Linked DNA regions of Mus musculus: all the other regions are linked to region 3. Evidence: chromatin contacts called from public promoter capture Hi-C data. All regions are on one chromosome and are shown on one strand. The core of a region is the stretch at or near the end of the contact, and the rest is flanking DNA. Distances in the headings are between cores, read along the strand shown.

Region 1 (6,285 bases), core at 361-2,860, 3.4 Mb before region 3:
TGGAATGGAATGGAGAAGGATATGGAGTCACTGGAAGACTGCAGGGGCCATCACAGCTATCTCATCGGAGGATGAGCTCAGACTAGGGGCCTGAGCAATATTATCACAGGTGTGAAAGCTTGTATATGCTTGGCCCAGGGAGTGGCGCTATTAGGAGGTCTAGCCTTGTTAGAGGAGTGTCACTGTGGGCGTGGGCTTTAAGACTCTCATCCTAGCTGCCTGGAAGCCAGTCTTCTATCTGCCTTTAGATGAAGATATAGAACTCTCTGCTCCTTCTGCACCATGCCTACCTAGATGCTGCCATGCTCCCACCATGATAATGGACTGAACCTCAGAACCTGTAAGCCAGCCCCAATTAAATGTTGTCCTTGTAACAGTTGCCTTGGTCACGGTGTCTGTTCACAGCAGTAAACCCCTAATCAAGACACAGGGTAAGTAGCAGTAAGATAGGAGGAAAGACCAGTCCTGTGTTTGCTGATGCCAGCATGTGTGTGAGTAAAGGTCCACTTAGCCAGGGGGAGGCCCAGTGACCCATGCTGACTCAATGGCTCTCAGCTTGCTCGTTCACTCTCCAAATAGCACCCCCTCTTTTAAAAACAGGTTGTCAGCAACCTCCTCATTTCCACAAACCACACCTCAAAGGGAGAAAATCTGGCTAAGAAGACCTGTGCTAACCCTGCTGATCATAGACTTTCCTGTCCCTGCCGGCAAGGTCTGAAAGAAGCTAAAATCAGGTCCCCTTGAGAAAAAGTCTCTGTACTTTTGTATTTGTGTTAAGAGATAAAAAGCAGCCATTTCCTATAGTCCCTCACCCTGTGAACATGTCAGAACCAACAATTACAAAGAGAACGTCCACAGCCTGCAGCCCTGAATGGAGCTCAGCTTAGTTGGAGAGAAGAGGACACAGTCCTTTCAACAAGGCCACGTACAAATATTCCATATCTTAACTCTGGTCAGTATGGTAGGCACGTGGCCTTCAAGTGAGGGTCCCTGACCCAAGAGGATTCCAGATGAGAAGGCTCCCAAGAAGCTACAAAGCCAGAAACGTCACTGTCATAAGGGCCCCACCTGCCATGCCCTGCCTGCCATGCCCAGGTCTCTGTCTGTCTGTCGAGACCCTGTTCTAGCACAAAGTAACCGGATGGCATCAACCGTTCTAGGTAGAAGGCAAAGTTTGGGGATTAGGACCCGAGATCCCACCCTCAAGTCACGATTGCGATAATCATCCCAGTTTGAGAAAGGGTGGCGCAATAAAGGTCCCCGATGCTGCCCAAAAGCTTACCAGACCAATTTTAAACAAAACAAAACAAAAGTACGAGGACAGTCCGCGCTCACCAGCTGAGGCGTCCAGAGGACGCTCAACGTCCGCGCCGTCCCCTGAGGCCCACCGGCCCCGAGTCCGGCCAGGACCACGTGAGGCCGCGCCCCGGCCTAGTTGCAAACCAACCCGTCCCGAGAGCCACAGGCGGCTGGCGACAGAAACGGGCGGCCCGGGACTCCCTGTGGCCGTCCCCTAGCTCACCTGAAAACCCGGCCGCGCTTTCCCAGGTTTCACGTGGAACCCTTGCCGGGTGCGGAAGCTCCTTGCCCGGACAAGCCCGGCTTCGGCTACCTGTCTATTGGTTCTCTGGGGCGTAGCGCCCGCCTAAGGACTCTTCTGATTGGTTGATCCTGCTCCTCCTCAGTAAGTGTGCCAACTGGAAGGGGTGGGGCTACCGAAGGAAGAGGGCGTGGCCTGCGCCGGGATAGGGCAGCGTTTAGGAGGTTAGCATAAAACCGAATGGAACGTCCGGTTTCTGACCCGACGCCTAGTGAACCGCAACCTTCAAAGACTTAAAGCCTCAAAGAGCACATCCCGATCTGCCTCGGGGAACTGCAGCCCCTCCAGGCTTGGGGTTGTGAGAAGTCCGTGAAATAATACAGTATTCGTTAAACTTGGGGGAAAAAAAATCAGGTTTGCTTCTTCTGCACTGCTTTTTCAATATTTATTTGATTTGGGTTTTTTGTTTGTTTATTTTTTGTTTTGTTTTTTGAGACAGGATCTCAAGCTGTCCTCTCATTTTCTTTTTTTTTTTTTTCTAGTGTCAAGTTCACATAATGTCCTCGCTTTTTCTGTGTTAGCTGTGAATGAGCCTCTTGCCTCTGCCACCCTAGTGCTGGGATCACGCGTTTTGCCACCACACTCATCTTAAGTATTCCTTTGTGATTTTTTTTTTTTAGGAATGGGAGAGTTGCTCAGCGGTAAAAAAGGTGCTTGCTCTCTCTGTAATCCTGACAATCTGAATTTGATCCCTGAACCTTCTTAGCCTAGGCAGCTCTGGGCGTGGTTGCACACACCTTTGATCCCAGCACTCCGGAGGCAGAGGCGGGTAGATCTCCGAGTTCCAGGACAGACTGGTGTACAGAGCAAGTTCCAAGATAGCCAAAGCTACGCAGAGGAGAGAGGTAGAGAGGGGGAGAGGGAGAGACAGAGGAAGAAGAAGACGGAGGGAGGGCAGGCGAGCCAGATGCAGTGGTATTTATCTGTGACCTCAGTAACTCCTACAGTTAGATGATATATGGAGACAGAAAAACTAACTGGAGCTCTCTGGCCAGCTAGGGTAGGCAGAAACGAGATACCCCAATCAACAAGAAACTCCCTGAGCCAGGCGGTGGTGGCCCACGCCTTTAATCCCAGCACATGGGAGGCAGAGGCAGGCAGATTCTGAATTCGAGGCCAGCCTGGTCTACAGAGTGAGTTCCAGGACAGCCAGGGCTACATAGAAAAACCCTGTCTCGAAAAACCAAAAAAAAAGAAAGAAAGAAAGAAAGAAAGAAAGTCCCTGAAGTTGTCCTTTAGCCTGCATATGTGTGTTCAGCCCCTGCCCCTCCATGCACACACACACTTACACACAAAACAGGTTTTTAAAAGTAAGTTTAAAAAGGGAAAGCCGGAGGAGCTCATGGGCCCCAGAAGCAAATCTACTATTTTGCTAAACTGACAGCATCAATCTGCCCTTAAAATCCGTATACTCAAACATTCTGCTGGTGCAGCCCCAGACCTCATTAGAGAAGTTTCTTTGTGCGGTGGGTAGCCCCTAACACAGACACTCACAACTGGTCAAGCTGCAAGTGAGCGGCTGTGGGATGTTCAGCCATGGCGGAGACATCTATAGCCCAGCCCTTCTCTCCAAGGCCCACGACCATCTTGGAAGTCTGAGCAGAAAGACTGTAAGAGCCAGAGGAAGAGGAGGAGAAGGAGGAAGGCTGGGGTCATGTCCATGTCTCAAGTCAGGACTCTTGACTTCGTAGCCGCCGGGGCTGCCTGTGCAGGATCAACACAGTCACCGTGTCATGAGCATGGAGCCTGGAGTGGCTCACAAGCCCTCCCCATCCCTGGCTACCGACAGTTGATGGCTGCTGGGGGAAGGAGAACCAGGCTTTCCTGGATGGATCAACAGGATGCAGCTGTAGATAGGATGACCATGCTGCGGTGGGTAGCTAGTTCTACATCCATGCAAACCCAGGCAGCACCAACTGGAATCAGCGAGTTGTAAAAGAACCCGAGGTTGGAAGGGAGAGGGTGGGCAGTAGATCTAGAACGGATGGGAATGGATACGTTTAAAATGCACTGAATGTTTATATGTTTAATTCTCAGAGAATTAAAATATGTTAAAAAAATAATAAAGTTAGGGCTGGAAAGATGGCTCTGCTCAGCTATCAAAGGCTAGGCTCTCAACCGAAAAGACAGAATGGAAAATAAAAATGTAAAGGAAAGCTAAATGAATGCATATCATTTGTACAAAGCAGTGGGCTTCATTGATGTGTTCATACCTGTACTTAGCTCTTACTCCATCCTGTCTTTACCCTCTCTCGTCAGCCCATTCCCCTTGCTATCTCTTTCTTTCACATAAGCCCTCGTAGATATGCTTCTCCCCTCCCCCCTCCGAAAGGAGTAAACCAGCGTTGCATGAACAGTATGTAAGTATGGGTGCCCATGGCCCTGGGCCCTATAAGCCAACAGACCAGAGGGTGGTTTTCCTTCTTGAATCAACCCAGGAAGGCTGTTTCAAGGAAATCTAGGTTTCTCAAGTTGAGGATGAGCCAAAATTCCAAGACCTTAGAGAGGTGCAGGAAACCAAATTTTAATTAACAAGCTATTTGTTCCAGTTGATCTATGGGACAAGGGAGTTGATTGCCAAGACATCAGAGAATGTGAATGTGAACGGATCTTTTTTTTTTTTTTTGTCAGAGGCCAGAGTGGGAAATCCATGAGTTTTAGCTCATTGTATGGGAAAGAACGATTTTTTTTTAATAGAAAGCCATTTCCAGAACTCAAAATAGTGGGAGACGTTCTTAACCAGTGTAGTTTTCACAGAGCCCTGTGGGATGGTAAAGGTCAACAGAGGCTATTCAAAGAGTCCTCTCGTGTGCTTTTAAAAAGCGACAGACAATGTGGTGGGCATGGTACCCAGCCAGAGCTATGTAGGGAGCCACTGTCGAAAGAGAAGAAGAAAAAAAAAAAAGATGCCACACTGGGTAGTAGTGGTTGGTACACATGCCTGTAGCCCCAACCCTTGGGAGATGAGGGGTACAATGTCATCCTGGGCGACACAGCAAGTTGGAGGCCACCTGGGTCACAAGTCTCTAAAACAAAGTAGGAAATAGTGGGAAAAGCTGACACCAGAATGGCTATACTGGGAGATTTGGTTACGTTCACTTGGCAGTTGGGTTCTGTTGATTTGGGAATGTTTGGGGCCTACTGGTTTTGGATCCATTTATCGTGTACGTGTGCAGGTGTGCAAATGCCGTACAGGGGCGGTGGGAGTCAGAGGACAACTTATGGAAGGGTTCTGGGGATCCAACTCATGCCGTCAGTCGTGGCAGCAAGCACCTTGACCTCCTGAGCCATCTCACTCAACTGTATCTAGAAGAGTCTCATGTAGCCCAGGTTGGCCTCCAACTTGCTATGCAGCCAATGATGTCCTTGAACTTCTTATCGCCATTTTCCAAAAGTTAAAGTTATAGGCATGTGCCACCATACCCAGTGTATTAGGTGCAGAGGGTGGAACTCATGGTGTCCGGCATGCACACTTATGGGGTGTGTGTGTGTGTGCATGTAAGATAACTCAAAGGAGTGTTTCTGTCTTTCTACCATGGTCCTGGGTGTACAACTCAGGTTCTTCCAGAACGGTCGCAAGCACATTTACCAGCTGAGCCATCTCACTGGCCTAAAAGACACATTTAAGACGTCAACATTTCTGGAACATCTTTTGTTACTACTTGGATTTATGACAGAAATATTAGCAAACAACAACAAAAAGGAGGTCCCAGGTACTCATGACAGCTGGCGCTTGGGTGGTTGGATGGCAGAGATCATGCCCACATTGTAAGGGGAGCCACTGGGCTCACCCTCCCAACCCTGGAGTAAGAACATCTGTCCTTCCTGAGAGATCAGGGTTTTCCCTAACAGAAACTTGGTGAGCTGGGACCCTGGTTGAACCCCACCTCTGGGAAGCCCTTCCTCTCCATCTTTTCAATCAGGAAGCACGATTTGATCTCCAACACTACCTAAACCAGGTGAGTTTGGAGTGCTGTTGGGAGGGGCTGTGTGAGTAAAGTCATTAAGTGGTTTAGTCCCTCAGACCGTCATAGCAGATCTTGAACTTGGTCCTGCTTCTGGACCGCTGCTGTCACAGCACATGGGAGGTGGAGGCAGGGGGACCAGAAGCTCAAGTTTACCATTAGCTACACAGAGAGAGGGAGAGGGTGAAGGAGAGGGAGGGAGAGGGTGAAGGAGAGGGAGGGGGAGGGGGGAGGGGGGAGGGGGAGGGGGGAGGGGGAGAGGAAGCATTCGGGACAGGAGACTTGGATGTTTTGCTTTGGCAAATGGCTGCACAATGTGCTGTCCTACCTCCATGTGGAGCTATTCTGAGACAAAGTGGGGGTGTTGTGGGGGTGCCCCCGATGCTGGACTAAGTGCAGATCTAAAAGGGGGATGTTCATCTGCTCAGCGTCCAGAGTGATGGTTCTTTATATGCCAGGGCCGTAGGCATTACCTGATTGGGCTCACTGAAAAAAACAAACAAACAAACAAACAAAAAACGAGGTGGGACCTAGCAACTTTGCATGTGTTGCTGGGGATAGAATATAGGGCCATAGCACGTACTAAGCAAGCACTCTACCACTGAGCCACACACCCAGCCCATCAGTATGTCCACAGGCTAACAAGATGTTTAGCAGTGGTCCAGAACCAGGACAGAGTTAGAGGAACTGAACGGACCACGTGTAAACCATTTAATCGCC
Region 2 (6,124 bases), core at 2,264-4,763, 3.4 Mb before region 3:
CCCTGGGTTTCCGGGGTTCCCGTAGCATCGAGGTGTTCCTGCAATAAAGCTGTTGAGAAGAATCCGACCGTGTTGCGTTTTTCCTTGCCGGACAAGGTGGGCGCAACACATGAGATTGGCTTTTGCTGCATAACCAGCTCTTTTAGACTGAGTGCTAAGAATTTCACATCCTAATTATAACACTATTATGAATATAATGAATTTTACTCCCTGCCCTCAACCCTATGATCTGTGTCATTAGCCTCATCGTCTAGGAGGGAAGGTCAAGATGCAGATAGGTTAAGGAATTCACAGGTAGGAGGTTTGAAAGATGAGGTGAACTAGTCTCACTTCAAGCCCCACTCCTTTAAGATATCTTTGAAAGGAAGTGGGTCTAAAGGTCTAGCTCAGTTAGTAAAGTGCCTAGCCCTCTTGAGGCCCTGGCTTTGATTCCCAGCAACACATAAATGAGGCATGGTGGTGCATGTGTGAAATGCCATCACCAGGGAGGTACAGAAAGGAGGGATAGAAGTTCAAGGTCATTCTCCATTGAATTTAAAGCTTGAAGAATGGGCTTTTAGGGATAGTGTAGATGCCAAGGAAGGCCATTGAGGAAGAGAAGGCCTACTATCCATCTCTCTGTTGTCCTATTGTCCCTTGTGGTCAGGGGCAGCCGATCTTGGCTCTGTATCTAGATGGATGAACTGCCCTTCTTTCTACCCCCCACCCCAACCCCTCTGCCTGCTCTTCCTCCTCCTTTTGATGGCATCTAAAGCCTCCCACAGGCCTGGCAAGCACCTCACCCCTGAGCTACATCCCCAGGCCTATTTGTTTAGTTAATTTATCTTTACTTGCACATCAATTAATTTCAGAAATATTCATATTCACTAAATCATGAAACCAACCTGGGTGTGCAACAACAGAGGAATGGATAAAGAAAACATGGCACGTGTGAACTAGGAACTTTCTCCAGCTGTAAAGAAGAACTGAATTACTTTGTAGAAAAATTGATGTCGAATCCCATCCATGGAGCTGGAGATACCATAATACCATCAAATTCTTTTTGAGATACCTGCAGATTACAAAATTTACTATTTCAAAATTATTGGTTCAATGGTTTGTAGTATATTAAGAAGTGTGGCATTCACCATTACCTAATTTTAATACATTTTCATCAACCCCTGCCCCTGAAAAAAAAAAAAAAAACAAAAACAAAAAAAACGATCCAGATTAGCAACCACTGTATACCTCTCTAAGCATTCCAAGTCCCTTATCTGATTCCTATTTCTATAGATTTGTCCATTCTGGATATTTCAAATGATGGAGTCAAACAGTATGTGGCAAATCATATCAGGCTCCCTTCACCTGGTATAATGCTTTCAAGGTTCACCCATGTGTTTGCATGGACCAGTACTTGATTCTTTTTGGTTTGGTCTACAGAGTCTCATGCAACCAAGGCTTGCCCTAAACTTGCTACGTAGGTCAAGCTGGCCTCGAACTCTCAATCCCCCTGTATCTGTTGAACACAGCTTTAACTTTATACTCTAATAACTGTCCTTTGGAATACAACAACTATTTTTTTTTAAGGAAGTCATTGATACGTGCTTCCTTTTTGCTTTCCTCTAAGCTGTTGACTAACCCAAGGTTACAATAAATTATGTCTAAGATGTCTTCCCAGGGCTTAGCCTGACTTGTGGATTAGATCCATTTTGAGTTATTTTTGTTCCGCATGAGATAAGGGTGGAGTCCCTCTGAAGGTTGACCCTACCCTGCCCCTACCACAACCACACAGAAGGGAGAGTTTGCTTTCTAATCCTAAACAGCAGTTATTAAGGAACGCCTACCTTCAAACCCCAGGCCCAGAACTGAAGGAGCAGGCTTGAACTATTTCCAAGTTCAAAGCTTTTGCTAGTTTAAATTTATCCTTCTATCTGACCTCTCTACAACGAAGTCAGAACACTGTACACATTAGAGATGAAAAATACAAAAAGAAAAACCCAGACTCGGAGAAGCTGATGCGTGTCTTGAAGCCACATGGGGACCCACCTGTCCGAGTTGGGATCTGACCTGATGCCTTGAGTATTAGCACAGCCCTGTCCCATGTTTATTTTGCTTTGCTTTGGGGCAAGGTGTCATGTAGCCAAGGTCAACTTGCTGTGCAGCCAAGACAGGCCTTGAGCTACTGATTCCTCTGCCTCCCTTCCTAAATGCTGGGGTTATAATCTGTGGCCCCACCCCTACTGGCTCTTATTCTTGTATGAACTTGTGCAAGAGATGTATGTCCCCTTTGGGTCTCAGTTTCATCATGGGAAAGGAAGAGAGTTGTGGCTGGAAAGCTTTAGTAATATTTTATCAAGACTTCAAGTATTTAGGGCTAACAGGTTTAATACTTGGGATAACCTTAAGAGGCAGGTATAGTCATTTTCCAGAAAAAGGCATGAGGTTTCTAAAGCCAGCACCTAAGAATACTGAGCCTGGAAATGGTAGGACTGGGCCAGAAACCTATCATTCTCTTCATAGTCAGTCTATATCCCCAAGTCACCTTTCCCCTTTAGACCTTAATTTTCCTCTCTCCCTGGTCAAAGTCAACACATATCCCTTTCTCATGTGTTGGTCTGCAGAGATATTCATTCTCTGAGTCCTTTGGGTATGGAGAGGGTTGGGAGAGAGAGCAAGGCTCAACCTAGCCTCTAATTCTATATCCTATGTCTCAGAAGAGCTGGGGATATAGAATGGAGATGGCATGGGGGTCCAGAAGAGATAGACCACAATGGATTACTGATGGAATATTTACTGAGATTCTATAAGATGTCAAACCTTGTTATGGGGTGGGAGGTGGGGCTGGAACAGAAAATAAGACAAAAATCCCTGTTCTCAGTTTATAATCTACCAAAGGGAGGAGAGACACAACAAAGCAATACACATCAACAGAAACAGATATTTGACAGTGGTGGGTGAACAGTGGCGGTGGCTACCCAGAAGCCTTAAGAGAAGATATTTTGGGTTTGGTTTCCTGCCAAAGCATCAAAAATAAACCATACACCCAAATACAAACGCGCGCGCGCGCACACACACACACACACACACACACACACACACACACGCAAGCACAAAGGAGAGAAGCCACCGACTCACAGGGAAGAAATAGCTTGTAAGAAAAAAGAAAATTAAATGAAGTAACGTGTAGGTGAAAAGGCCAGTCAATGGTATTGGATTCATTTAGTACAGAAGCTTTTATTGTATCCCCACGTGCAACCACGAGCATGGAAAACGCAGTGACATGGTGCATGTATAATCCATCTTCCACCAGTATGCAAGAAGCAGGTGAAAACTTAACTCCTACTCATAGTAGTTATGAACGTGCCTTGGATCACTTGGTCCGGGGCTTATCCAGCCTCTATGGTCTCGATCTCTCCTCCGGACGCCAGGGTGCGCTGCGCCGCTCCTTAGCTGCATGGCGTCTCGATCTTCCGATCTTCCCTTCTCGCTGCGCAGCGCTTCCGGTAGCGGGCGGAAACCCGGGCTGGTGGCTGCCGACGCCGGGGTCCCGAGGCATGGTGGGGGCGGGGCCGGGGGAGGTGTGCGCGGAGCAGGCTAGGGCGACCCTTGCCCTGGCCCCATGAGCCAGGACTCGACAGGTGAGGACTTGCCCTTTGCGGCCCGCGAGAGCTCCGCGGCGGGCTCCTCCCCGCATGCTCGCCGGGTCTCAGGAGCTCCGGCCCCCGGCTTTGCCCGGGGAGGCCCCGCCCTGGGCTTTTCTTTCCGGGGGCGACCATGGGCATGTGTGTCTGCCTCTTGGCATCCTTTTCTTGTTTTGGAAGCAGTCGCCAAGAGTGTGGGGACATGTGCACTTGCTCCAACGAGGAATAAACCTTGCGTTCACACAATTAGTGACCCGCTTTAGCCAGGCTTTCGTTTCAGACCGCACCGCACCAAAGCGTCTACCATGTGCCAGCCCCAGGGCTGGAAGAGTATACCGCGGTGACCGAAGTAGACCTGGTTACTTCCATTAGAGAGGGTACAGTTCAACGAGGAGACTCAAACATTAAACACAACCATGCAAGCGACCGTGTAAATTAAAAAAAAAAAATGTGACAGATGACTAGAGAAAGAAACAAGAAAAAGATGAGTCCTTTAGGTGGGGTGGTCAGAAAGACTTCCCCAAAACTTGACACTACTAACGTTGCAACGAGAGAATTTATGGCGTGGACCGGAGAGAATGTCTTCCGGAAAATGAAAGTTCCCCTGTGGTTACCCACGTTAGCCAAGAAGATGGCTTGAGGTATGCCCACCGTTTAAGAAGGAAGCTTGCTACGTGTTAAGCACTGTGGTGGGCATACAACAGATAAGTGTATACTTGACCCAGAGAGATCACCATAAATATACACATTAGTAAAATACAGAGAGTTGCAATTGAGTGGCTAGTGTGTTGGAATCTATGTCTCACTAAGTGAAGGAAGGCCTTCAAAGACAGGATGATGAGGCTGATATTGGAGACAGTTCTCAAAGGTGAAGAATTTAGTGTCTACAAAAGACCAGATAGTAGAGTTCAGTGTGTGGTCTGTTGCAGTCACTCTGCTCTTTTCCTAGGGCTAAAGTGGCTCTAGGCAATATGCAAATGAGCGAGTGGCTTTCAGGGAAGGGTTCCTTCCAAAAAACAACCAGAGGTGGTAGTTTAGAGACCTGACTCCCTCTGGTCTGGCGGCTCTGCAAGCCTTTTAGATCTTTATCCAATGGATGTAGCTTGTATGAGGATAAGCTTGAAACAAAAGGATTGCAAAACAATACCCTGACTATGTGTTGTAAGGGTTTTGTTTGTTTTGTGGTCCTGGGGAATCTGTTATGCTGCTCTTTATGAAAGCCTTTGCCAGAACACTACTACCACCTCCAAGCTTTTGAGATAGATCTCTCTCTCTCTCTCTCTCTTTCTATTATTGATGTGCAAACCTTCTTTGTTGGCCATTTGTATTTGAATCTGGGTTTGTGGCTATTTGTCGAGTTCTAAGAGTTCATTAAATATGTTAAGTATTAACCCCTTACCAGATATTTGGACAGCAAATACTCTGTTCACCCTGTAGGTTTTCCTTTCCCCTTTCCCTGGGGTAGCAGGGTAGGAGGTGGGTAGGGGTTTTGAGACATGGCCTAACTGTGTATGTAGCTCTGACTGTCCAGGAACGCACTATGTAGAGTAGGCTGGCCTCAAACTCACAGAGATCCACGTGCCTGCGGTTGGTCCAGGCCTTATTAACTACCAAATGGTGTTTGTTCATGTATGAGACCCTTTGGCTAGATACCTGAGGAAAGCCCTCATAGTCTTCCTGTCTCTGGCACTGATTTATAGACACCCAGAAGTATGCTTCACGGATCTCCTAGAGTTTTCGAAGCCAGGCATGTTGACAAGATTAATTGTGGCAAGAGAAGGCTTATTTTGGGACTCTATTCTCCATTGGCCTGTCTATACAAGTGTTAGAACTTGGTGTTTTTTTTTTTTAATCATTTGATTGATTGATTGATTGATTGATTGTGGTATAATAGGTTCTGAAAGCAGGAAGTATGAGCTCTACCTGTGTTACTGTTCATATCATCTTAGCTACTTTTTACTCTTTGAGATTTCCTGCTGCTTTTAGCGTGAAATTTTGTTTTCAAAAAAAAAATGCCATTAGGATTTCGATAGAGATTGCTTAAATTTACAAATTGCTTTAATATAACAGCCCAGCAAATGTATATGCGCAGTCCAGTGTTAACTTTTTTGTTTGTTTGTTTTTGTTTTTTTAAGACAGGGTTTCTCTGTGTAGCCCTGGCTGTCCTGGAACATTCTCTGTAGACCCAGGCTGGCCTCGAACTCAGAAATCTGCAATGTTAACTTTTTTAAAAAGCAAAAACAAAAACAAAAAAAAAGTTGGGGAAAGTAAAAGAGTTGACCCTTTGCCTCACCTGTGCAAGGCCCCAGCTTCAATTTCCAGCACCCTATAAGTGAAGTGTGGGTGCGTAACTCTTTAACCCTACACTGGAGAGCTGGGGCAGGAGGATCACAGTTGAAGGCCGTCCATGGTTACATAGCAAGATCAAAGCCTGCTTGAGCTCCTGTCTCAGAAATAAAGACAAGGTTTCAACCTGCATTAGCCTGACCTTGAACTCCAAGTGA
Region 3 (5,696 bases), core at 1,401-3,900:
CCTAGACCATTTCATGCATTCCTAAGAACATAATATTACTACCCCTTACAAGGAAAGAAGCAAGCTCCAGAGTCAAGTGCAGTGCTCAAGGCTTCAAAACCGTGGAAGGAAAGCTGAGGATCTGAACTCAGATTTACATAACTCCAAACAGGGAATTTCTTCTAAACTATGCTCCCTCCCAATTTCACAATGAAGGACTGGGAAGAGCCATGAATGAATCTGTTCAGTAGCTTAAGAGTCTCAACAGGGAGAGTGTGAGGGATGCATTTCAAAACTGAAAATTTCTTTTTTTTTTTTTTTTTTTAAGTCCAGAGTGTACTCTTTAAATCCCAGTTATTTTCTAGAACAAATCAACAAAAAGAGTTTTTAAAGCTGGGAAAAGTGATACACACGCGTTATCTATCCCTAAGGAAACCAAGGCAAGGAAACCTTGAGCTCAAAGCCAACATACACTACAAGGCAAACCCTACACACACACACACACAGACAGAGAGGGAGAGAGGGAGAGGGGAAGGGGGGAAGGGGGGTGCTAGGCTCTTCATTCCAGCATGCAGGCAGACAGATCTCTGTAACTTTAAGACCAGCCTGAGCTACACAGTAAGACCCTATCTCAAGAGAGAATTAACAAAGTCTCCTAAAAGTAAAGTAAATTTCACCACAGATGTGCAAGCTAATTGTCATTTTGTACAAGGCCCCAGAATTAATGGGTTTCTCCTGTGTACACTATCACTAGCCAGTGAAAATCACCTCACCTAAATCAAACAAAAGCTAAACACCAACTGTGTGGACTTTTCTAGAAAAAAAAAAAAAAAAAAAAAAAAAAACAACACACACACAGAGCATAGCAAAATACCACCCATCACAATCCTTAAGGTGTAAAAAGACTAGAAAAGACCATTTATACTACACATAGTTCCCATTTAGTGAAGCAAATACCCTAGAACAAAAGTATGTGTAGCATGTTACCACAGTCCAGAGAAGGTGTCCTGGCCACCCGATTTTGCAGTATTTGTTTATATTATGTAACTAACCAATAACTCCCAACTTCTGTCCACCTCCTTTGCTCACCACACCCACCCCAGAAAGGAAAATTAAGCACAAAGACTGTGAGTCCTGAATCCCTGTGCCTTCAGAATATTTTTCCTTGGTTTCATCAGGTAAACGAAGCTGGGTTTCATACAAAGAAAAGCCAAAAACAAAACAGAAAACCCCACACACCACTTGTCCATGTTATTCACATAGAAAAAAAAAGCAAAATGCCATGAGCAGTAGCCTTCAAAGAAAAATTTAAGTTTAACAAATGTCAAAGAAATACAACTAAAATTAACATGAAGTGACGGGGGGAGGGGGGTGGGGGGGAGGCATTGTGTTTCAGTATGAATGATAGGGTTCTCTCTTGGGAGCTAAAACTGAATTACCATTACAGCGCAAGTCTAGTCAACGAAATGCAGCGGAATGATTCCCAAGAGATGATGGTGTACAAAGTGACACACTGGTTTATCTCAGAGTCATCTCGACTGATAGGAACTTCTTTACAGACAATGAATGCACGTTCAAGAACTGGAGCGCTCCTCCTGACCCGGGCAATCCAAAAGTTTGGGGGGTGGGGGTTTAAATGAGTAAGTGACTTCGGGAAATCATGAGGGTAGTAACAAAAAACAGACAGACAGACAGACAGACAAAAAGGCACATCACTTTGTAAATCTGCTCAACGCAATGAACTCTCAAAATAACTTCATTATGAAGGGGAAAAGCAAAGACTGAAACACTCAGAGATTGCTCAATCCATTTTCATTGTGAACTCCTGAGTTCACAGTAGAGTCTAGACACTTAGAGTTAGCCAATATTTTCAGCCGAAAGACAGACACTTTCTTAGCGAGAAATAAACTGAGGGTGCGTCTCGCACCCCAGTTAAGTGTCAGCGAGCCTATTTACGAAAAGCAGTGATTCGCTAGTTCTCAAAGTGCTTGCACTAGAGCTCGAGGGGCAGAGGAGTCGAATGCGCCACCGTTCCCGGGGCGCCCACCGCGCCCCCCTCCCCATCTCGGGAGAAAGCCCCCAAAGGTGGCCGGGGCGCGCAGTGTTTACCCGGCTTGACTGCCCCGGGGAGCTGCTCGTTCCCGGAGCCGCACTCTCTGTTCGAGCGGCGCGCCCCACCGAGCAGCCGTCCCTCAGAGGAGAGCCGCAGCCGGCGCCACAGAAGCGGGCAGCAGAGGAACGTGGGTCCGAGGAGGCCGGGATCGGCGGCCGCGCTATCCACCCCTGGCTGCCGATGCTAAGAAGGGTCCGCCACCCGCGTCGCGCCCGCGCGTCCCCGCGTCCCGCAGCTCGCGCGCGCGGCCGAGAGCAGCCGAGGGGGAGGGGCGGCTGCGCGCGCGCCCCCTCCTCAGACGCCCAAACTTCCCTCAACTCCCTCAACTAAGTTGCGCTCTCACCGTGCGGCTCCCCGGGCTCCCCCGCGGGCCGAGCCGGAGCAGCTCCGCGCCTTGGCCGCGGAGAAGGACAATAGGCGGCCGCTCCCTCGGCGGCGGCGGTGACGGCTGGAGCAAGGAGCAAGCACGGCGGTCTCAACCGAGCCCAAGAGCTTAGCAGCAGCAGCTCCGGCTCTGCGACCGCCCTGCACACAGACCTGCCCACCCGCGCATGCGCCGCCTGCGGCCCGGGGTGGGCGGTGCAACGAGCCAAGCCTAAAAGTTTCTATTGGACAATTAGACTACCCATCATGTTCTGTGAGCCCAATAGGAAGGCTTCTTGGCAGTTGGCTCTGGTTGCTAAGGAACGATGAGGTTGACCGCCACTGCTGCCAGGCGGCAAAGTGATCAAAGTCGGGTGGCTGGCAGCAGCTGCTGGGGAAATGCCCACCCACCTTCTCCTATCCGCCCCATCACCGGAAGCCACCCTTCCTCTGTGCGCCTGGTGCTTACCTAAGTCGGAGCACTTACCACACGTTGACGCTAAGACTCAATAGAGTCTTCTTAAGAGTCCAAGGTGGAGCGGCACAAAGTACTCAAGTATGTTGGATGGGTGAAGATTGTCACAGTGACTTTGAGCTATTCGATCACCACAAAATCATTGCCTTTGAGTTGCTATGGACTTCAGAAACCATCTAGTTGCTTCGGAGAAACCAAGTATGGACATGTTCCAATGGTGACCCAAGATACTACATTAATTGGTACAAAAAGAAACTTCTTTTTGATAGTTACATATTGTAATGTGTTATTAAGGGAAAACATGCCTATAATGCCAAACTATTTTGACATGTTATTTTTTCGGTCAATAGAAAGTTGGGGGGGGGGGGAGCCGGGGATTATGAATATTACGCAAGAAATGTGAGGTTTTCTGTGCAGTTTAATATTTATTGTGGTCGAAGTAAGAAAGGTAGTTTCCTAGGAGGAGAAGGGTATTGACTGGGAAGGAACAGAATGGAATCTCTGCGAGTACTGGCCTTGCATTTTTATTTAGGTGATCAAAACATATTAATATGAAAATATTATGTGGCTGTACCCCTAAGATAAATACCCCATTGGGGGACAGTTTCCTTTAAGTATTGGACTCCCTCTGGCCAACCATCTCCCAGTAGATGACCCAGCACCCACACAGCTATGGACAGTACAAGTTGAACACAGTGGATCATAAGTTTTTTTAAAGAGCAGAAGGAGAATAAGAAGTTGAGAGGGATGGGTTGGGAGAATGTGGCCAAAGTATATTATATGAATGAAGAAAATGTTCAAAGAATTATATGAAAAGATTAACTTCATATAATTTCAAAGTCAGTTTAAAAAAAATAGTAATACAAGATATGGACCTGCCAAAAACTGCAAGAATGGAAGTCACTGTCATTTGGGAAGTTTTAATCCAGACAAGGTCACTACCATCATGAAAATATTTAACAGAAAGTATTATCAGTGCCTGGTGATTGTACCAGGCATTTTCTGTTGTTAAATGTCACTTTCCCTTTTTAAAATTATTTTAATTGAAAAGATGCTTCATATAACATGTTTTGATCTTGTTTTCCCACTCTCCAGTTCCTCTCAGATCCTCCCCACCTCCCTACTCATCCAACTTCATGTTTTTTCTTTTCTTCTTCCTTCATAAAACAAAAGCAAAAAGTACGAAACACAAAAATGGAAATCAAACAATCAAATCCAGGATCAAGTCCAAAAAGAAAAAGAAAGCCAAAACACAGCACAATGAAACAAAAAGTCCACAAAAATACCACTGAGTCCATTTTGTGTTGGCCAATAACTGGAACATGAGGCCTGCCCTGAAGTGTGATTGATAAAACCAGTGAGAGTGCATTGGAGAAAACGGATTATCCCTTTGCCAGGGCATATTGATTGTATATATCTTCTTGCTTAGAGGCTGGGAGCCTATGACCCCTTCCTCCCTCTAGATGCTGGGACTCCTGGCTTGAACCTTTGCAAATCTTTTGTGTGCCAACACTGCATGAGTTCATATGCATATCAGTCCTATTGTGTCTGGTAGTCACTGTTTCTTGTAGTCATCCATCACCTCTGTCTCTTACAGTCTTTCTGCCTCCTCTTCCTCACTCCTTCCTGACCCTTGAGGGCAGGGGGTTGGTTAGAAGGTCCCGTCTAGGACTAATGCTCCAATGTCTGTCCCACTCTATATGTTGTGCACTTTTTGGTCTCTATGTTAATTCCCATCCACTACACGAAGCTTCTCTGATGTGGATTGAGCAAGGCCCTTATGAGTATAGCCATATGACACTAAGAATCGTTATATTGCTATGTTCCTTTAGCAGAAGAAGAATAATAGGTTTCCCCTAGACCCAGGACCTATCAAGTTTCAAGTTCTTAGCCACTTTAGTAGTCAATGTAGGTTTGGGTTTCATTTCATGGAATCACAAAGTGGTTGGTTACTCCCATAACATTGGTGCCACTATTCAACTAATATGTCATGTCGTCAGGTCATTGTTCTAAGTCACAAATTTTGTTGCTGGATAACATCAATGATTACTTTTTCTACTCCAGTACCTTGCAGAGTAGCTTCCAGTAGCATGGCAGCTAGTCAGTAAAGGGGAAGCTTCTAGTTAGTCACCAGCTCAACCCTTCCATGTGTGATGACACACGCAGCTGTTATCTTCAGCAACCGGCCTTTACCATCAGGTTATGGGGAGTAGAAACAGCCTGTGATACTTGAAGGTTTCTATTAGGGCCCCTGTGGCCAACAACGCAACAAGATATCGCCCATTCCTGGCACTGGAGGCTTTAAGGAGTGGCATATGATGTCCAGTTGTCTCCCTGTTATTTAGTGGTTCCTTTTAGATGCCTTTCCTATGTTCATGTATTTTAGGAAGCTTCTACAGTAGGTTTCCACATTGGCTTTTCAAAAGTAGTACTTGTCCCTCCACACAGTCCCTTTCTTACACTTCTCTCCTATTCTCATCTCAATTTAATCCTCCTAGTTTCCCCATTATCTTTCCATAACAATATATTATATTGCCCCTACATATAAGACAAAACTTAAAATATCTGTCTTTGGGAATCTATGGTACTGCACTCAGGGTAGTTTTTTTTTTCTAGCTCTATCCATTTACTCATAAATTCCATGATTGATTGTAATAGCTGAAAAATACTCCACTGTATAAATTTATCACATTATCCATCAGTTGGTGGACATCTAGGCTGTTTCCAAGTTTCAGGCTATTATGAATAGAGTGGCCATGAACATGG
Region 4 (6,206 bases), core at 1,953-4,452, 3.3 Mb before region 3:
CTCTGCCCTAGTCCTTGAAGCAGAGCCTTTGGTAACCCATGGCAGACATAAACCATGGATGAGTGGTTTTTTTTTTTTTTCTTTTTGTCTCTGTCATTGAAAGTCAGAGAGATTCTAGTGTATCCTGACTTCTGTGAGGGAAAGTCGCTCCTGAGAACCATGCCTGTGGAACACCAGTGACAAACAGGGAAGACTACTGCACTACAAAGTTAGATCCTGTACTTCAGAGACTGGGGCGGGGGGAGGATTGTGAGTTGAAGGACAGCCAGGATACTTAATGAGACCCTTTGTGAGAGAAAGATGAGAGTAGGAGGGATGGAGGGAGGGAAGGGAGCAGAGATAGAGCAAAATATAGACACATAGATGATAGATAAACAGATAGATGATAGATAGATGATAGGTAGGTAGGTAGATAGATAGACAGACAGGCAGGCAGACAGACAGACAGACAGACAGACAGACAGATAGATAGTAGAATATTGTAGTTCATTGGATTTTCCCTTGAAAGAAACTTCCAAAGCTCTTCACACACTTAGTAAACTCTGAGTTCTTAATGGAGTGTGCTCCAGCTGCCATGAAGCTCAGGGAAGGACGATGAGGCTCTCAGTCTGAGGAAGGTGTCTGGTAGCCTTCCCATGTATTTGAAACCTCCTTCATTCATGTGGTCAGTTTTGTCAGTGAGATCCTGTCCTCTCTGCCTTCCTTTCTTCTTCCACTAGCCCATGGGAGTGAGCTCCACAGAGCTAAAGAAGCTTGAGCTAATTTCTCTTAGTGTACTTTATTTACAGGCAGGTATGCTATGGATGATGGGAAACATGATTTTCCCCTATGTCTGTCTGCTGGTCAGAGAACACAGGGCCCTATCCCATGAATGGGGACTCTCTCAGGATATTTAGTATAGAGAGAGGGAATTGGGATTGGATGTGTATTTGGAGGAGGGTGTAAAGAAAGGTGGAGGGATAGTAGTTGGCTCCTTAGAACAGTCATGGGATGGGGACTCAGGAGTGATCTAATTGAGTTTACAGCCTCTTTCTTCTTGCCACCTCACCCAGAATATGTAGTTCTGATTAAAATCAGGAAGTGTGAGAGACAGCACTCTCTGCGGAGGACCTCCACGCTCCCTTGCTAGCAGAAATAAGCACAGTTAAGCCTGCTTTCAGAAATTGGGGCTGCCTCGAGGCATATACTCAAACTCCTTGACCTACATTTTCTTTATAAATGAGTGCGTGTGAGTGTGTGTGTGTGTACTTAGATACGGCAAGGTTAAGGATATGCCTTCAAACAACACCCATTCACTAAGCACCTGCTACACTCTGCCCTACTAGGAACGGAAAAGCTCAGAAAGAGGCTATTGAATGTATTACATTGCAGTGTGGTGAGAAATACAGAGTTAGAACAATTAGGTATGCAAATGGGAGCTCCAGATGGGACCCAGCCTTGTCTAGACGGTCAAGGAAGAAATGATGAAGGGGCTATGGTATGGGGAGTGGGGAATTGTACTGCTTACATTCATTAGTGGAGTAATTTGATGGTGGCACTGGAACCCAGGACCTGGTGTGTGCTAAGCATGGTCTCTATAACTCATGATGTCTCTCAACACCCCACAGAATGTTTCTACATCAGATATTTATCTGTATATGGGTGCAGGATATACATATGTGCAGGTGCACACACGGTAGGAGCCTAGAAAACTGAGCAAATGGGTTAGTTCATGGTGAAAAGTTTTTCATAGTGCCAAGTTTATAACCCATTAAACCCCCGATGATCTTTACTGCCGATGAATTAGATGTCAATTTTTAGAACATTAATTTTTACATTTCCCTGCCCTGGAAGCAGCCTAAGTATAGCTTCCTTCACATGATAGGGTCTTCACTGTGACTCCCAGGGTCACACGGGGCTTGGAGAGAGTTCTTCCTGAGGTTGGATCTGGAGAATATAGTAACTGTATCCCACAGAGATGGCTTCGGTCCGTTTTGCTTTTTGAGTTCTTAAGTCTGCTTTTTATAGTTTGCTGTCTCTTTCTGTGCTCTCAGGCTGTCAACTGTCACTTCCTGCAGCTGTCAGCCTGGCTTTCTCTTTCTTGAGACTCACCACTATCGGCATCTTCCCCGCCCCCAGTGCGCACACACACACACACACACACACACACACACACACACACACAGAGGGAGATTCCATTCTGATTCAGGATTACTTAGAGTCAGTGGGCTTGACTCATCCAATCTGTAAAGCAGCCACCCCCTAACCTGAGAGCAGCCCCTGATCTGGTGACATCAGCTTCACCTGGGAACTCCTTAGAGATGCCCATTCCTCCGGTCCTGTTCCAGACTTGCCTAATCAGAATCACTGGAGTGGGGTGGGAAGGGTAGAACAAGCAATCTGTATTTACCAAGCTGTCTGGTGATTTAGGTGTCTCTCAGTTGGAGAAATAGCCCATAGGAAAGGGAAATAAGGTCCGAGGGAAGGCTTACGGCGCTGCACGTGGTTCAGAGAATCAGTCTATGTTCTGTGTCCAATCTAGAGACTTCTGTGTCTTTCTGGGTTCTGGGCTGTGTTCAGTGCTATTGGACAGTTTCAGGATAGCTGAATTGTAGGAAGGTGTGATGTTGTGCATGTGTGTCAGCCTAGTACATACAGAGAATGAGTAAAGGATAGAGAGAGAAAAGCCAGGCTCTGCAGAGAGGCTTGTCTTAGCTCCTAGAATCTTCCGTGTGTGGCTTAGCCTCAGAATCCTGGTTGCAATCCACCAGCTCAGAGTCCTACCAGTCTTCAGGTAGAAGGAGGAGCTCCTGGGTTTCGCCTGTGAATAGTGTGCCTAAGGCTCAGACCAAGTGTCAGGAACACTCTGAGAGTTACCAGCTGGTGGAGACTCTGCCAGAGACTCTCCACGCGGAATTTTTCAGGCGGACAGCTGGGATATGTGTGGGAGCCTCAGAGATGCATGGATTTGGGTTTGTAAACACAGGCCTGTTAAATTTAGGGCGGGCCTCGGGCCTAGGAGAGCTCCGTAGCATCATTTGGCAACTGTTGCCCATATTGAGTGGTTTAAAAACCCTGCTTATTCCTTATATAGTAGGAGGCCTGTTTTAGCACAGCTTGTCATCAGAGGGGAGGGTCTTGGCACAGGAGTTGAACACCCACTGTGTGCCAGGTGCTCTGCATAAACCATGCCGTTTTGACTGCTGCGTATTCAGGGGCTGAGGCTTATCAGCTCTGCTTACTGAGAGCAAAGGTCTAGACCTAAGAAATCTCAGTCATGGTGTTGGATGTGCCTCAAGGATGGATGCAAGAGGACCACCTCCTGTGTAGTGGAGAAGGGCAACCGGCAGATGGCATGTAGTGGTAAGGATCCTCTGTCCATAGTGAGAACCCGATACCATCCATAGAAGCCGGGCCAAAGAACTGGCCAAACTGCCTAGTTTCCTTGTGTTACTGCTTGTCAGAAAAAGACATCTGGAGTATGATCCCACAGGATGCTCTTCAAATTCAAGGCTTTGCTGGACAAATCACTTTGGGAATTGTCATAAAGCTTTATTCTCCCCTTGGAGATTGTGAGTTACTTGTGGTAAGCAGGGTTAACCAGCCAAGCAGACAGAGATGATCACTATAAAGAGATGCTGGGAACTGGCTTTGTGGTGGTGCGGGCTGGCAGGGAAAGGTTGACGTCCCAAGGGCAGGCTGCACCTCTCTGCCTGCATCAAGGGCGATGCTGTCTGTGAGTGGGACCCTTCCACCCACCTTTGTGGGGAGACTTCCACTCTACTGTTAGGGCCTTTGGAGCCACTGAGTCCAGTCAACCCAGGTATCCTTTACTCAAAACTAGCTTATTGTAGAATTAACTACACCTATCAAATTTTCCTGGAAACACCTAGGGAAGCATTTGACATTGGCATCTAAGATTGATCACTACAATTATGGTTTAGACCTTAGATATACCCCGAAGGCTTGTTGAAGGCTTTGTGGCAGTGTTTGGAGCTAGTAGAGTCTTTAGTGTGGAGCTCTGTAGAAAGGCATCAGGTTCATAGGGTTCTGCCCATGAAAGTGTGATTGGTATCTCAGTCCCTTTCTTTTCATCTCTGCTTACTGGCTGCCACCGGTGAGCAGCCTCCTCTGCCCTGATGATTTCTGTGCCACAGGCCTGAAGCAAGTGAACTGAGCCACTGTGGACTGAAACCTCAGAATGCATGCATGCATTGAAACACTCTTGTACATTGAGTGCCTCAGGTATTTAGACACAGTGAGACAGAGATGACTGGCCAGTAGAATACCAGATGTAGCACAGAAGTCTTCTCCAAAAAGACATCTTGATTTTGGTGAATCTCTTCCCTCCTAAAGTTGCCCTGCCTGCTCTCCCATTTTACAAACCCGTAACAGAACAGCCATGTGTGCCAGAGTTCCACACAGCGCTTAGGAGATTGCTGGCCTGAGCTTCCTGGCCCTACCTCAACCCGAGACCCTGGAAGAGCTCAGACGCTAAACAATTCAGTCTTTGGTGATTCAGGGACATAGTTTGCCAACCTCAATCCCATTGGTATCTTAGCCAGCTAATTCTGTGTCATAGGGCTCACCCTGTGTACTGTGGGATATTTAGCAGGATTCCTGGTCTTGGTCTGATGGATGACAGCAGTACTCCTTCCTCCCCAGCTATGACAATCCATAATGTCAAACATCTTCCGACAAGTGAAATGTTCCCTGCTGAAAAGCACTAGTGCAGAGGAAGACATTGTGGAATAGCATAGAGGTCCAGGGAGCCCGGCAACCTGAGTTTGAACTGTACCTCTCACATTTAACTGTGTCCTACCGTGTTCTGGACAACTTGGAGCAGTCCAGCCTGGGTTGACTAGCTCTGTGCGGGGAATGACTTTACTTTCATGAGGCCCCATTTTCCACCTCTCCAAAATGATGATCATGATAGGATTTATCAAGTTATTGAGGGATTCATTGGAGTAGAGTATTTAGGCTGCCTGGCTCTCAACAATTATTCTGCATGTGTTTGTCCTTTAGCCTTCTGACAAGGAGGCCCAGTCTCTTGTCTGAATTCTCCTGGGCATCCTGGGATAATGGAATTGCAAGACCATCATCTGGTCTATATTCTAAGTAAGAAGACAAATTCATCTTGGGGTTTGAGGCTCCAGGGCTTCAGACTGGTAACAGTCCCCCACTCGGAGTGCAGATGCCCATGACCCCAAGTTTACAGAGGAACTTCAAGAATGTCCAGAGCTCAGCAGCCTCAGACTCCCTTCCAGGCCACTCCACAGGTTGCTCCATGGCTCCTTCCCACAGGCCACAGATTTATGAATGGTGCACACTGTGTCCTTGCCAGGAGGTTTATTAATGGGCTTTCATACAGCACTTTAGGTTGGTGAGCTCTCCTTGCTCCTTCGGTTCCTGGCCGGATGCAGGGAGATACATCACATCAGCAAAATCTTCCTCTTGATTTGCCAGAGGGGGTGATTAAGACACCATCTATTGGGGATAGACTCTCAGCCCACTCTCCTCCTCCTTTGGCCATCTCTTGGCCACTAACAAATTCCATGGAGGCAGCATATAGCCCATAGCCATCCTCTGCAGGTAAGACGGCCACCTTATTGCCAGTCATGGGGATGCAGAGCATACTAACTTCAGGTCAGAAGTTTTGGGTTCTGGGCATCTACCTACTAGGCAGATAACTCGGGAGAGTTGCTGGGCCTCTCAGAGTTTCAGTTTCTTCATCTGGAGTCACAGCCATCTCCTAGCATGGGTGGGAATATTTCCTGAGTGTTTTAGTTGTGCAAAACCTTGTCCAGGATTAGTGTATCCTCTTTATGGAGGAAGCATGCACAGCAAGGGTGGGGTTTGAGTTACTCAGACACCTCAGAGTGTAGCAGCTTTGGAGGGGCTCTGAACCATTCTTCAAAAGATGCCATTTTTTCCATTTGGGGGAACACAAAAAGAACTTCCATGCAGTCTCTCATACCTGATGAGTCACCTGTGCCTGGTACCTGCAAAGGGCAGGGTCCCTCTGAAGAATGAAGGACAAGCCCCGAGGGATGAAGTACCTCTGTCCTCAGGTGTTGTGCAGAAGTTACCTTCCAACTTTCCATCTTGGGGGGAAACTTCTTTTTTTTTTTATTACGTATTTTCCTCAATTACATTTCCAATGCTATCCCAAAAGTCCCCCCCACCCTCCCCCCACTCCCTCCCCCCCACTCCCCCTTTTTGGCCCT

Evidence for each region. Promoter capture Hi-C pulls out the DNA fragments that hold promoters and counts their contacts.
Region 1: a contact with region 3 is called in a promoter capture Hi-C map of pre-B cells. The contact joins the promoter of Aen here to the promoter of Akap13 in region 3. A contact is called at or near these places in 2 of 39 promoter capture datasets (cranial neural crest and pre-B cells).
Region 2: a promoter capture Hi-C map of pre-B cells shows a contact between it and region 3. The contact joins the promoter of Det1 here to the promoter of Akap13 in region 3. A contact is called at or near these places in 3 of 39 promoter capture datasets (cranial neural crest, frontonasal cranial neural crest and pre-B cells) and 1 of 484 Hi-C or Micro-C datasets (pre-B cells).
Region 4: a promoter capture Hi-C map of pre-B cells shows a contact between it and region 3, with 4 times the contacts expected there. The contact joins the promoter of E430016F16Rik here to the promoter of Akap13 in region 3. A contact is called at or near these places in 2 of 39 promoter capture datasets (cranial neural crest and pre-B cells).

Annotation. Positions count from the first base shown.
Region 1 is chr7:78,891,252-78,897,536 of GRCm38.p6, reverse strand. Aen (apoptosis enhancing nuclease) reads right to left here and starts at 1,610. Exons shown (of 4, transcript NM_026531.5): 1 at 1,523-1,610. It overlaps Gm39039 (a long non-coding RNA gene), which reads left to right and starts at 1,755. Exons shown (of 2, transcript XR_882236.1): 1 at 1,755-1,954; 2 at 3,175-3,762.
Region 2 is chr7:78,844,600-78,850,723 of GRCm38.p6, reverse strand. Det1 (de-etiolated homolog 1 (Arabidopsis)) reads left to right here and starts at 3,513. Exons shown (of 5, transcript NM_029585.3): 1 at 3,513-3,617.
Region 3 is chr7:75,452,488-75,458,183 of GRCm38.p6, reverse strand. Akap13 (A kinase (PRKA) anchor protein 13) reads right to left here and starts at 2,650. Exons shown (of 37, transcript NM_029332.1): 1 at 2,436-2,650.
Region 4 is chr7:78,715,216-78,721,421 of GRCm38.p6, reverse strand. It overlaps E430016F16Rik (RIKEN cDNA E430016F16 gene), which reads left to right and starts at 3,202. Exons shown (of 11, transcript NR_015542.2): 1 at 3,202-3,342.